2 separate regions of the Mus musculus genome follow, and region 2 is linked to region 1. Evidence: chromatin contacts called from public HiCAR-type data. All regions are on one chromosome and are shown on one strand. Each heading gives the region's core, a stretch centred on a gene start, on an enhancer-like site or on the middle of the called end of the contact. The rest is flanking DNA. Distances are from core to core; before and after follow the strand shown.

The links. HiCAR-type assays count read pairs that join an accessible place to other places.
Region 2: a HiCAR-type map of astrocytes shows a contact between it and region 1, with 2.2 times the contacts expected there. The contact joins two enhancer-like sites. A contact is called at or near these places in 1 of 484 Hi-C or Micro-C datasets (nephron progenitors), 1 of 115 datasets of contacts at active chromatin or transcription factors (astrocytes) and 1 of 9 other capture datasets (embryonic stem cells).

What each region holds. Positions count from the first base shown.
Region 1 is chr8:116,115,022-116,120,734 of GRCm38.p6, reverse strand. No RefSeq gene overlaps it. Among named protein-coding and RNA genes, the nearest start is that of Gm31225, 73 kb to the left of the region's middle. Within about 2 kb of position 3,939, at least 61 of the 459 cell types and tissues checked have an H3K27ac peak or open chromatin away from gene starts, as enhancers often do. A contact at or near this core is called in astrocytes, where this site is marked.
Region 2 is chr8:116,369,853-116,375,814 of GRCm38.p6, reverse strand. No RefSeq gene overlaps it. Among named protein-coding and RNA genes, the nearest start is that of Gm31278, 20 kb to the right of the region's middle. Within about 2 kb of position 3,039, at least 49 of the 459 cell types and tissues checked have an H3K27ac peak or open chromatin away from gene starts, as enhancers often do. A contact at or near this core is called in astrocytes, where this site is marked.

The sequences.
Region 1 (5,713 bases), core at 2,690-5,189:
GAATGTGTTTATTTCTAGCCCCTGACAGAGTTTGGAAACATCAGCAGAGAAGGTAAACAACTCTACTCCCAAGTCTCACCTCTAATTAAGGCCCTAAGAACCAAGATTGGGGATGGGAGCAGAGAATCTCCCGGCGGACAGATGGGGAAAGCAACGTAGACTGAGGTGCCCCCAACCTAAACGTGGAAACGCACCAGCTTTAGCCAGAGATCAAAGATGTGTTGACAGCCCTCCCCTGCCGTGGAACAAGTAGTTCAAATATCTTCAAGGCACAGCACGGGAGTCTTTGCACTTTCCAGAATTCCCACATCATTCCCTTTCCTTCTGAATAAACAGCTGGCAGGCACGCCATGGATTTAGCCGAAATGACTGCTCCTCATTTTCTCTTTAAATCTATACGGTTGTTTTATATCGAGATCCGGGCTGGTGCCAACGGCTCGGCCACACGTCTGCTTTTCATTTAGGCACTGAGTTCTTTTGGGGTAGCCGGCTTCGGAGGCCGGGTTTAACACGGGTCCTTAATTGTGTAGTGGGATGAAGTTGGTGCTGACTGCAGGGTTTTTGGTTTCAGAGTTGAGACAAGTAGCTTGGAGGAAGGGAGAAGGGCCTCTCTCTGGATTCCTTGCCTCTTGCTAGATTTCTTTTTTATATTCAACTTTATTTTTAATTGAGTGCATAAAACAGCTATAAAACAGCCATTTAGATGATGTGGCTGGTCAGCCCATGGCTTTAAATATGTCTCCCCTCAATTTTGAAATGTCTCCTTCCTTTTTTTTTTTCTTCCCAGACCCACATGGGCTATATTCCCTATTTTTAAACGATCCAGTTCTGTGGTCCACAACATGACCTTATGGCTCAAGGCCACTTTGAGATTTTTTTTTTTACCTTGGGACCCAGGCTGGTAGTGCAGTCTCTACCTTAGGTACTGGGCTGCTTGTAGTGTAGGGAGGAGGACATGGGATCTCAGGGTGTTTCAGTCATTTCAGGGCATTGTAACAACTTTGGGTTGTTAAGTGTAGAAGGGGACTATATAGCTCCAAGGTTGCTTACATTAAGTATCCCCCCCAAAAGTATGCTTTAATCCCTTTAAACAAACATCAAACATGTGGGGCTAGAGGGATGGCTCAGGAGATAAGAGCACTTTCTACTCTTGCAGAAGATCAGAATTTGTTTCCCAGGACCCATGTTGGGCAACTTTCAATGGCCTATAATTCTATCTATAAGGTACCCTCCTTCTGGCAGCCATAGGCACTGCTGTCATGAACACACACACACACACACACACACACACACGAGCTTGGGGGAGAGAAACATAATTAAAAATAAAATAAATATTTAAAAAAAAACATTGGTAGCTCAATGCAAAGACAAACACTGGATGGGGACCTTCCTCTACATAGTTATGCTGAGTCCCGAGTCCCTTCCTGAAGCCTACGTTGTTTGGGTGGGAAGCTGCACTGCCAGCTGGTTATCATTCCTAAGGATTTGTAGCCATCACTCTGCTCTGTAAAGGACTCCATTCAATACTTCCACATCAAAGGTGGTAAAGAAGCTGAGCTTGATACTGTGTGTCTTCAGTCCCAACATTCAGAAGGTGGAGGCAAGAGGATTGCTGCAAGTTGGAGAGTCAGCCCATCCCATCCCAGCAAGCCACAGAAATAGCTCTGTGAGAGTGTGAGTGTGCCTCAATTATGAAAGAGTGTTTATCTAGTAGACATAGATACTTAGGTTCAATGTTAATCATCCCATAAACTGAGCATGCTAACCCTAATAATAACATGCATGCATACATTCCTAGTACTTAGGGTGGTAGGAGTATGGGAAGGTTAAGGCCATCCTTGCCTATATATAAGTTTGAGGCTAACCTGGGCTACATGAGATCTTGTCCAAAAACCAGCCAGCCAACAGACAAATAAAATAAAACACATAGGTAAAACAAATTAAAAAAAAAAAAACCAAGTAATTAATCAAACACTAAAAGTACTAAAAGTTGTAACAATTAAAAAAAAAGTAAGAAAGAAAGAATTTTTTTTTAAAAAAAATCTTTTTATCTTTTGGGGCCGTGGTGATGGAATTTCCCAGTGTTCTGTCAAGGTTCATGGAAAAGATTTAAAAGGAGGAGGAAGTGAATGAGGCTGATCGGTGAGAGGGGAGAAGCTGGGTGGAAGCAGGCTGGGTTGGGGCAGAGTTTGAGGAAGAAATCATGACACATTCCAGTCCTCCTGTCTTCTTTCTGCTCTACTCCTAACACTCAATGTTAAATGTTTGCCAAAAGGAGGCTAGTCAGCAATGGTCCTACAGAATGGCATCCCTAAACTGATTCTTTTCTCTGGTGTATTTCTTGCACACCCTGTCAACTTGGCTTACTGTGCAGCTGCTGGACTTGGTTGGAGGAGCCATGGAACATGGCAAGTCTGGGCAAAAACACAGACCATAAGAACTACAGTCCTTTCCTCCTGCTGGGTTTCTAAACACTGGAGAGAAGAAGTTGCACGGAGAAATGAGTCCTGAGTCCTGGGAGAGATTTCCTAATCAGCAAGGGATGCTAAGATGATCCCTTCTCAGGGCGAAGGATCATGGGAGTCAAGATTAGTATTGAGCAGTGGTAAATGAGAGACCCAAGGGTGACTCAGACTTGGTTTCCATCCAGGTCTTTGCACTCCCCATCAGGAGAGCTATTTGAAATGACCACTCACTTTTTCCTTTCTGTCTCTGTCTCTCATTATCCTCTCTTTATTTTTATGCATGTATAAATATGTACACTTTTAAATCTAGCTTCTGTATAAAAGAGAAAGCATGGGTTCTTCTTGTTATGCGCTTTGACTTATTTCATTTAACCTGATGTTTCCAGTTGCATCCATTTTTATCCAAGTGTCAAATACACACACACACACACACACACACACACACACACACACACACACACACACACACAACACGTGTGTGTGTGTATACATATATGTGTATACATATATGTGTGTGTGTGTATATATATATATACATATACATACACACACACACACACACACACACACACACACACACACACAAGATTCCATTGAATAGAGGTATTGTCTCTTCTTTGTCCATTTGTCTGTTGATGGACATCTCCTAGGCTACACAGAAAGACTATGTAAATAAATAAAGATTCAGATAATTAAATAAATACATAAATAAAATTTCCAAAAGGTAAAAACAAATCAGTAAGTGAAGAAATAGCCTTGAGCTCATTTTAGACTTTCTTTTGAGGGAATGGAGGAATCACTCAAGGCTCATAAAGAAGAGGCTGCCATGGTCAGAAATGATTCTCTGCTAGAAATGAATTAGGAGGTATAGAGGGGAGCCTGACACAATGTTACAGTGATGAGCACTGAGCGTGTTATCAAGAAAAGATGGATAAAGGTGTTATTGACAGGGCTGAGGAGATGGTCCAGGGATAAACCACTTGTTGGTAAGCATAAGGACCTAGGTTGGGAGACCACATAAAGATGGATGTGATAGTGTGCGCTTGTAATTCCAGGTCTTTTGTGTTGGGATAGGAGGCAGAGGCAGGAGGATTTCTAGAAGCTGGTAGGCAATAGTGATGGTGAGCAAGAGAACCTGCCTCCAACAAGGCAAAGGCAAAAGCACTGACACCTGAGATGTTCCTCTGACCCCCCCCCCCCCACACACACACACACACACAGGCACTCGAGGAGAGAGGGGGGAGGGGAGATTAAAAGAGTGGATAGATAGGGAAAGAGAGGAGCAAATGAGGATGACTCTGTAATTGTCACGTGGATGGCGAGCCCTGGAAGGAGACAGGAGGCTCGCCAAGGACAGCCAAGCGTATTGTTAGGAATGAGGAACCTGAGAACACGAGGAGCAAACTACCATGGTGTGAGCCACTGAAGGAGCTGGATATCTAAGACTCGGGATGCTGGTTGTCAGGGAGACACTACCCATGATGTCACACTCTGGTGACTGCTGTTAATGAAGTGTAATTAGCAACGTGGACAGAACACATGGACAAAGAGACATGGGATACATTCCCTAAGCCTTTAGAAAGGGACTCATTCTCATGCTATCTGTATGCCAGAATTATTTCCTTTTCTTTTTTAATATTTTCTTCACTCTTTTTTTGTTTTATCCAGTTCTTTTACTTTGTGTGTGTTTTACCCCTTTAGGACAACAATCTCAAACTTACGGGGGGTTGGGAGGAACAAAAAGGAAGGGAAAAAGTAACTGTTTTTGTTTTTGTTCTCTCTCTCTCTCTCTCTCTCTCTCTCTCTCTCTGAATTTCCAGTCTAATCCAAGAGCAAATCTGGCATAAGGGAAATCATTTTGGAAAATAAAAGTCACCTACAATGGGGCTTAGAGGGGATCTGGGAAGAAGAGGCAAGGGAGGGGGGCAGGGTTTGGATGCAGTTTTAACTGCGGGGTGATCCAAAACAGTTACGTTTTGAAAAGCCTGACAAAACCAAGTGAGAAGGAGAACAGGCTTTTCAGCTCCTCTAACCCCGGACAGCTGGCCCCCTGCCAACGTCAATATTAGCCAAAGAAGCTTGGCCCCCATTCAGGCTGATCAAATGTGACTTAGGAGGATGCGCGGACCCAGGCTTAGAGGACGCACACGCGCTCCGTGAGTCAGGATAATAATTACAGGCTTTAATAAACGCAAACACGGTGATAACAGCTTTACATAGTCAGGGCTGCCGATGCCAAGACCCGACAGTCACCAATTTGGGATTTTAGCCATAACCAAGGAGCCCACTGGTACATTCCCTCCTCATCACGAGCCTCCCCTCTCTGCCAGTACTCCATAACCTAGCAACCCCAACCAGTCACTTGGCTTAGGTTCCATCAAGGATCCAGATTTGGCTCCCGATGCGCCCTACTGCCTGATCGTGGCTCACAATGTTCTTCTCTGCATGGCCTTCTTTTTAAACTCACTATGCAAATCCCAGTGTTGGGGTTCAGAGTTAGGAATGAGAGGGGCCTGCCTTCCTTCCCTCTGGCAGGTCTGAACTCTTAGTATTTTTAGAGACTATGTTCATGTTGCATACACGAACACACACACACACACACACACACACACACACACACACACACACAGACACACACACACACATACACACACAGACACACACACACATACACACACACACACATACACACACATACACACACACACACACACACACACACACACACACACACACACACACACACCTTGCCCCAACTCATTCAGAACTGCCTAAGATGTACAGTTGAATAGACAGACACGTCACTTAAAAGCCTGAGAGAATCCCTTATAGGCTTCCATTCCATAGCTGACTCTCTTATTCACTAGTTACCCAAAGGTGAGCCTGTTTCCATCTTCTGAGTCCACAATCCTCACTTATTAAAGAAGAGTCAGAATGTGGATTGCTTACTGACATTGTCAAGGTGGAGGACAGGGGAGGATGACAGTTCTATGGCAGCGCTGTGGAGCAATAGATGTTCAACTAATCATAGCTAACTGTGCCCTGGCTATGTGCCAGCCTCTGTGCTTATCAATTTATGTGCAGTGCTTTTAAAGTGGTTATTGCTCTCATTGTTTTCTCTTGGGAACACTCTTACTACGTCTACAATCTTAACCTGAGTAAACTCCAAGAGGAATATCTCAAGGTCATTATAGGCACTCCATAAATACTTGTGAAGTGAATGAGAAGTTTTATCTTTTTCTTCTAGG
Region 2 (5,962 bases), core at 1,790-4,289, 260 kb before region 1:
CTGTGCTTAATTTGTAGATAGAACTTTATCTTAGATATTATTTATAGAAAGGCTCCCCTCCCTCTGTGTGTGAGCGTGTGTGTGTGTGTGTGTGTGTGTGTGTGTGTGTGTGTGAGTGTGTTTGCATGGCTTGCTTTCAGGCATCCACTGGCCACCTTCACACATAGTCCCGGAGGATAACTGGGTCTTTTTGTGTTTGTTTTTCTTAACGAAATTTTTATACGGAGTGGTGTTTTTCATTATAACTTGGATCTTCTAACAAATTGCCAGAGAGTAAACAACCAGCCCCAATTTCTTACAGTTGGAGAAGCCAGAGCCCTAGGTCAGAATGCCACAGATGGATTGTGGTAAGGGCTGTCTTTCTGCACCCACTCCTTATGGGTGTGCAGAGACAAGGCATGTTCTCCTCGTCCTGCCATGGACCCATTTCTATCCTTAAGACTCATCCAAGCCTGGCCACTTTCAATTGACCTCATTTCTAGAAGGCGTATCATGGTTGGGAGTCAGTAGATGAATTTGATGGAAGGATAAGACATCATTTTGGCTTTCTTCAGCTCCTGAGGTAGTTGCTAGCTCACAATGGCAGAAACCCAAGGAGAGTGCCTCTGAGCTGTATCTCTGTAGGGCCAGCAAGCATCCTGGTTTCATACAGCTGAGCATCTGCGTAGGAGGAGGACACACCTAAGACTTCCCTTACCTCCTGAATGTAGTAGAAGTGGCTGGAAGAGGCTTTTCTGTGTTTCCTAAGCCGAGACAGCAGCTGAGTAACCAGGGGCAACTGAGGTGGGTCGGGGTGATAGAAAAGGCAAGCAGCTCCTCAGGGTGGGACAGTGGCCGGAGTTCTCTCCCTGCAGGGCAGTTTCTTGTGAGAGGTCACCAGAGCCCTTCTTCCAGCTCAGGATAAAGGATGCTCTTTACAGCCTGGTTTAGCAGGCCTGCTGTGCCTACCTGTGTACCACTAGTGGCCTCCTGCAGACAATTCAACACAGTGGGGGTCCTTCATTCCACTACCTCTGAGAGTTTCAGATGGTCACCTTGAAACAGAGTCATTCTATATAGTAGGGAGACATCCTTCCTACTTTATCCCAAGACTTAACCAAGTCTGTGGAATGGGGCAGACACATAATATAAGACCTGTCACTATTGCTGGATAACTGTCTAGGGATATGAGGGAAACAAAGGTAGTTCCAGAATTGTAAGGTCAATTATCATTTATTAATGGTGGTTATGGGCCATGGCAGAGTCATTTATACATTACGTTTTCTTTTCAGTCTAGAAGGTTCCTATTTATATTTTTAAAGACCAGAGTCAGCTTGCATAGGATGGGGCTTTTGGAACTCAGCTGGTAAGGTTGGGTACCTGTTTTCAAGATTCTATTTGCAGTCTGATTTACCCTGACTTTATACTGCAAGCTCCTTGTTCTCCAAGTGCTAATGACCCCCAGGCTGTGCGTGTGGCTGTGACGTGCATTCCATCTATACATGTAAGCGCATCGTAATGACAGCATGCGTAGGTTCATGGAAATGGGCATCAATATACCCAGGGCGACAGGCGGAACAGGATGGGCTGACTTCGCGGGGACATTTTCTTTTTTTTTTTTATGTCTTGAGGCAGAGTCTTATGAAGCTCTGGCCAGCCTTCAAATCCCTATGTGGCCAACAGTGACCTTGAACTCCTGGTCATCCTGCCTTCCCATGTGCTGGAATCTCATTTTGGCAGCGTGTGTCTTCATGTACATATATCTGTGTGCATGTAGAAGCCAGATGTCAAGTTCAAATGTCTTCCTTTATTGATTTACACCTTATTGTTTTGAGGCAGGGTCTTCCATTGAACCTGCTTAGGCTAGACTGGCTGACCCATGTCGTAGGGATCTGCCTGTCTCTGCTCTACCCCAGTATTGGCATCCGAGATGTACTCTGTCCTCCTTCTGCCAGCACTTGAGTTATAGACACACCTGCCTACTTCTGCTTTTTACATCTGGGCTGAGGATTTGAACTCGGATCCTCCTGCTTGTACAGAAGGCACTTCTTGACAGAGCTTTCTCCCTTTCTCCCCAGCCTGATTTTTGGCTCTTTGCAATAGGGTCTTAGTTATAATTATCGGTGGGCTGCCATGAAATATGTACACCAGGCTGAATGTGAAGTTGTAGCTCTCCTCTTGCCTCTACCTTTCAAGTGCAGGACTTACAGGCATGTGGTACCACGCCTAGCCTCCTGAGGCATTCTAATCTCAACTAGACTTTTAAAAAACTAGTCCCATAATGGAAAGAGAGAGTAAGATCGCAAAAAATAAGGAAAACTTGGTAACGATCATTTATATTTTTATCCAAGGATGGCTGAGGCTAGATTGGTTTTTAAATTCTTTTTTTTTTCTTTTTTCTTTTTAACTTCTGAGTTTCAGGCATAACTCAAGGATACCGGGAGTTTCCTCAGTTTTTGTTTTCAGATTTAAAGATTTCACTGTATTTATTCATTTCCGTAAGGGGGCAGGGGTTGGTATTGTGTGTGTAAGCACAATGCCCAAGATGGCCAGAAGAGGGTGTCAGGGTTCCTGGCGCTGTAGTTAACAAGTGGCTGTGAGCCATCCAGTGTAGGTGGGGACCTGAACTCAGGTCTCCAGCAGGGGCAGTAACCAGTCTTAACAGTACTGCCATCTCTCCAGCCTTGTTTTCAAAATTTAAGTCTTTCTTTAGTCCCCTTTCTTACCATCATATATGCATTACAAAATCATCAAGTTTCATTACGACATCTTTTTTGTTTTTGTTTTTGTTTTTTTCGACGCAGGGTTTCTCTGTGTAGCCCTGGCTGTCCTGGAACTCACTCTGTTGGCCATTTTGATATATGTATACAATGTACTTTTGAACCCCCCCCCCCCACCTTCTCTAGTTAGTCTCCCCTCCCCCTCCCACTGGTCCTTTTCCTCTTCCCGAATAGTCTTGCTTCCACTTTCATCTAAAATCCTCCCTTTTGTACTTACCATGATTCAGCAGAATGGGCTCTGGCCAGTCTTGGCTTGTGTTCTCTCTTCTTGGCACAGGCCTCCTAAACAGCAGGGCTTCTGTTCCTCCCAGCTCTTTCTGGATCTCAGAGTGCATGCGCAGGAGCTTAGGTTCTGAGTCAGATTCTCACCTCCAGGGTCCCTCAAACCCGAGGCAGCAACATCAGACATCTAGGGCTGGTGTGTGTGTGTGTGTGTGTGTGTGTGTGTGTGTGTGTGTGTGTTGCTGAACCAGAGATCTAGGAGGGTGGCTGTAATGCGTTGCATCTCTGCCTATCAGTGTGTCTTGTTTTTCCTTTTTCAAAATTGAAACATACAGGAGCTGAGCCGCCCCTCTACCCCTGTGAGAAGTAATTCACTACACCAGCTGCTTTTGCGACTCCACTCCCTTCCTTGGGTACCTGTCATCCTGAGGTTTGGAGGCGCCCCCTCCCCAACCCCCACCGCTAGTGTTTGAAACACTCATTGGTCAATCCATTGGGCTAGCACTGGCTCTAACTCCCCAGACCTGCCTCTCAGTGCCCTCATTGACCTTCTGCTGATAGGTTTCCATCACTCCCTTCCGGTTTGAGTTTCTGTTAGTTTTTCTTGTGGCGCATCTGATTGGCACCGCAGGCTCTCTGGATAGAACTCTGATGTGTTTTTCTTTGGAAACTGGCCCTGGCATCACAGAACCTCAACATATCCGCCGTTGGGGGGGAGGGGGCATGATCTGGCGGGGGTGGGGTGGGAGAACAGGTAAACAGTATGTTACAGGGGGTTGATGCATGTTGGAACTCCCCTTTGCCAGCGGTTCTGCAGAAACCTCGGAGTTGTCGGAACTTATCTTTCTTGTAGCTATCTCTTCTGGAAACCCTCCAGCAGGCCTTATCTAGAAGACTCCTTTTCTCTCCTAGAAAAAAGAAATACCATTACGGAGAAAAGGACAGAAACCTCCTAGCACATTTCCCCACCATCCCACTTTTAAACTTTCCAGCCCACTCGGCCTTGCCCTGGAATTTTAGGCCCCAATTAAACCTTTTGTGCCTCTTTACATAATGGCTGGGTCCCTCTGAAGGGGAATGGGTGGAGAGACAATTTTATGCATTGTGCTTGTGTTCTGTGATTGGGTCAACAGTCCATCCCCTGGAATAAAAAGAATAGCTTAGGGATGAGAACAAAACCATCATTTAAAAATACCCACAGCCATCTCACCCACCACAGAGGAGGCGACATTTGGGTATTCTGACTCTTCTGGTATCCCCTCCAGTTAGAGGAAGCAGACCCTCCCCCACCTCCCAGCTCAGTTCCAGCTGAACTTGCCCCACAGGTCACACATAGCTAAAGCCACAGTGAATGAACTTTACAGATGAAGTAGAAAACGTAACCCTGACCGCCATGGCTTCTGTGCCCCAGGGTCTGCCTGGTCTATGTCTTAGAATAGGGTCAGAAGACAGGGGAGGGGCCCTTCCACAGAGGTGTCCTGCTTGGGGAAAGCCATGAGCCCAGCAAGGAATGAGAAATTATCATTCTTCTGATCTTGATGTGTGTGGGATGACTTGAAACGATTGAAAAATCAAATCGGAAGTAGTGCAAGGATTTTTTTCCTGGGGAACCTGAGGTCAGCAAATGTGTTCTGGGCTTTGGGTTGTATTTTGGAGACTATAGAATGTGGTAGGTACTGCCCTGTCTCTCCTCTCCTTGTTTTATAATGGGCAAGATGAGACAGTCTCCAGCATAGTGCACTTAAGTCTAACTGAAAGCTATGTGCAGTGCTGTGGGGTATCAGAGATGGACAGAGGACTCATCAATCCAACCAATAAAATACCCACTATGTGTTGTCAGGCTAGATCCTGGGGAGTGATGAGAGGAAAGAGGAAGGTTTCTGCTGTCATATAGCTTGCAGCCGGGTGGCCTTATTTAGAGAAAAAACAACCAAAGACCTAAAGGAACTAACACCGTTGGATCTTTTTGGTTTTTTTTGTTTTTACAAAGGGGGTTTCACATAAGTCTAGCCTGGTCTGGATCCCCCAGCAGAATAGATGCACCTACCTCCTCAAAAGACCAAGGTCTGGGAGTTTAAATCATTCAGGCTCTGCCTCTAAGATAGCAAAATTAGATGTTGTCATATGGTTACAAGTTGCAGACACTTGCTTGTGGGGCTAAATGAGTGAGGGGATTGCAGAGTGGGGCATTAGTCATGACCCAGGAGTTCAGCTTCTGGCCTGGATGTGTGGTTCCCCCTCACTCGGCAGGAACACCTTTCTCTGAGTATAGGAATGACTCCCAAGTTTTAATGTGAAAAGGTCCTTTAGTCAACTCCAATGGAAACAGAAATGTTCTCGCAAATGTGCAAAATTGGTTTTGAAAAGAATCTGCTTCTCCCGTGCTCCTTGCTCTTCTCTTGGTGGAAGAAAAAAAAAATCTGAGCACGATACAGTTTATAAAGTATTCTCACACACGTATATTCTTTGAAAAGCAAACATCTTTAAAAAATCAAGGACAGATGTTCTGGAACCCTTAGGTTGGAGAGGAATGCAAAGTTAGGTAGATACGATGGAGCAATCCCCTCGGCGGTCCTATTCCGGCTTGGCACCTGGCTTCAAAGAAGGTCTGAGCTGATTTCCTAGGGTCTATAGTAGGGCACTAAGGGTGCCAACCTTTACTGGAAACCCTATCTCAGAATCACACTGGGGAGCCTCCGAGAAGGCTTAGTTGGTGAAGTGCTTGCCGTACAACTTGAGAAACCATGCTCCGTCCTCTGTGGGCAACCATACGAGCTCTGGAAAGAGTGACAGACCCTTGGGACTTGGTAGGTAGTAAGCTAGCCTAGGATTACCTGGCTAACTCCTGGCCAGTGAGGAAACTTATCCCAAATGACAAAGTGGATGGCTCCTGGTGAGTGACACCAGCAGTTGTGCTCTGGGACACACACACACACACACACACACACACACCTACTTACTCATGCAGAAACCTCCCCTGG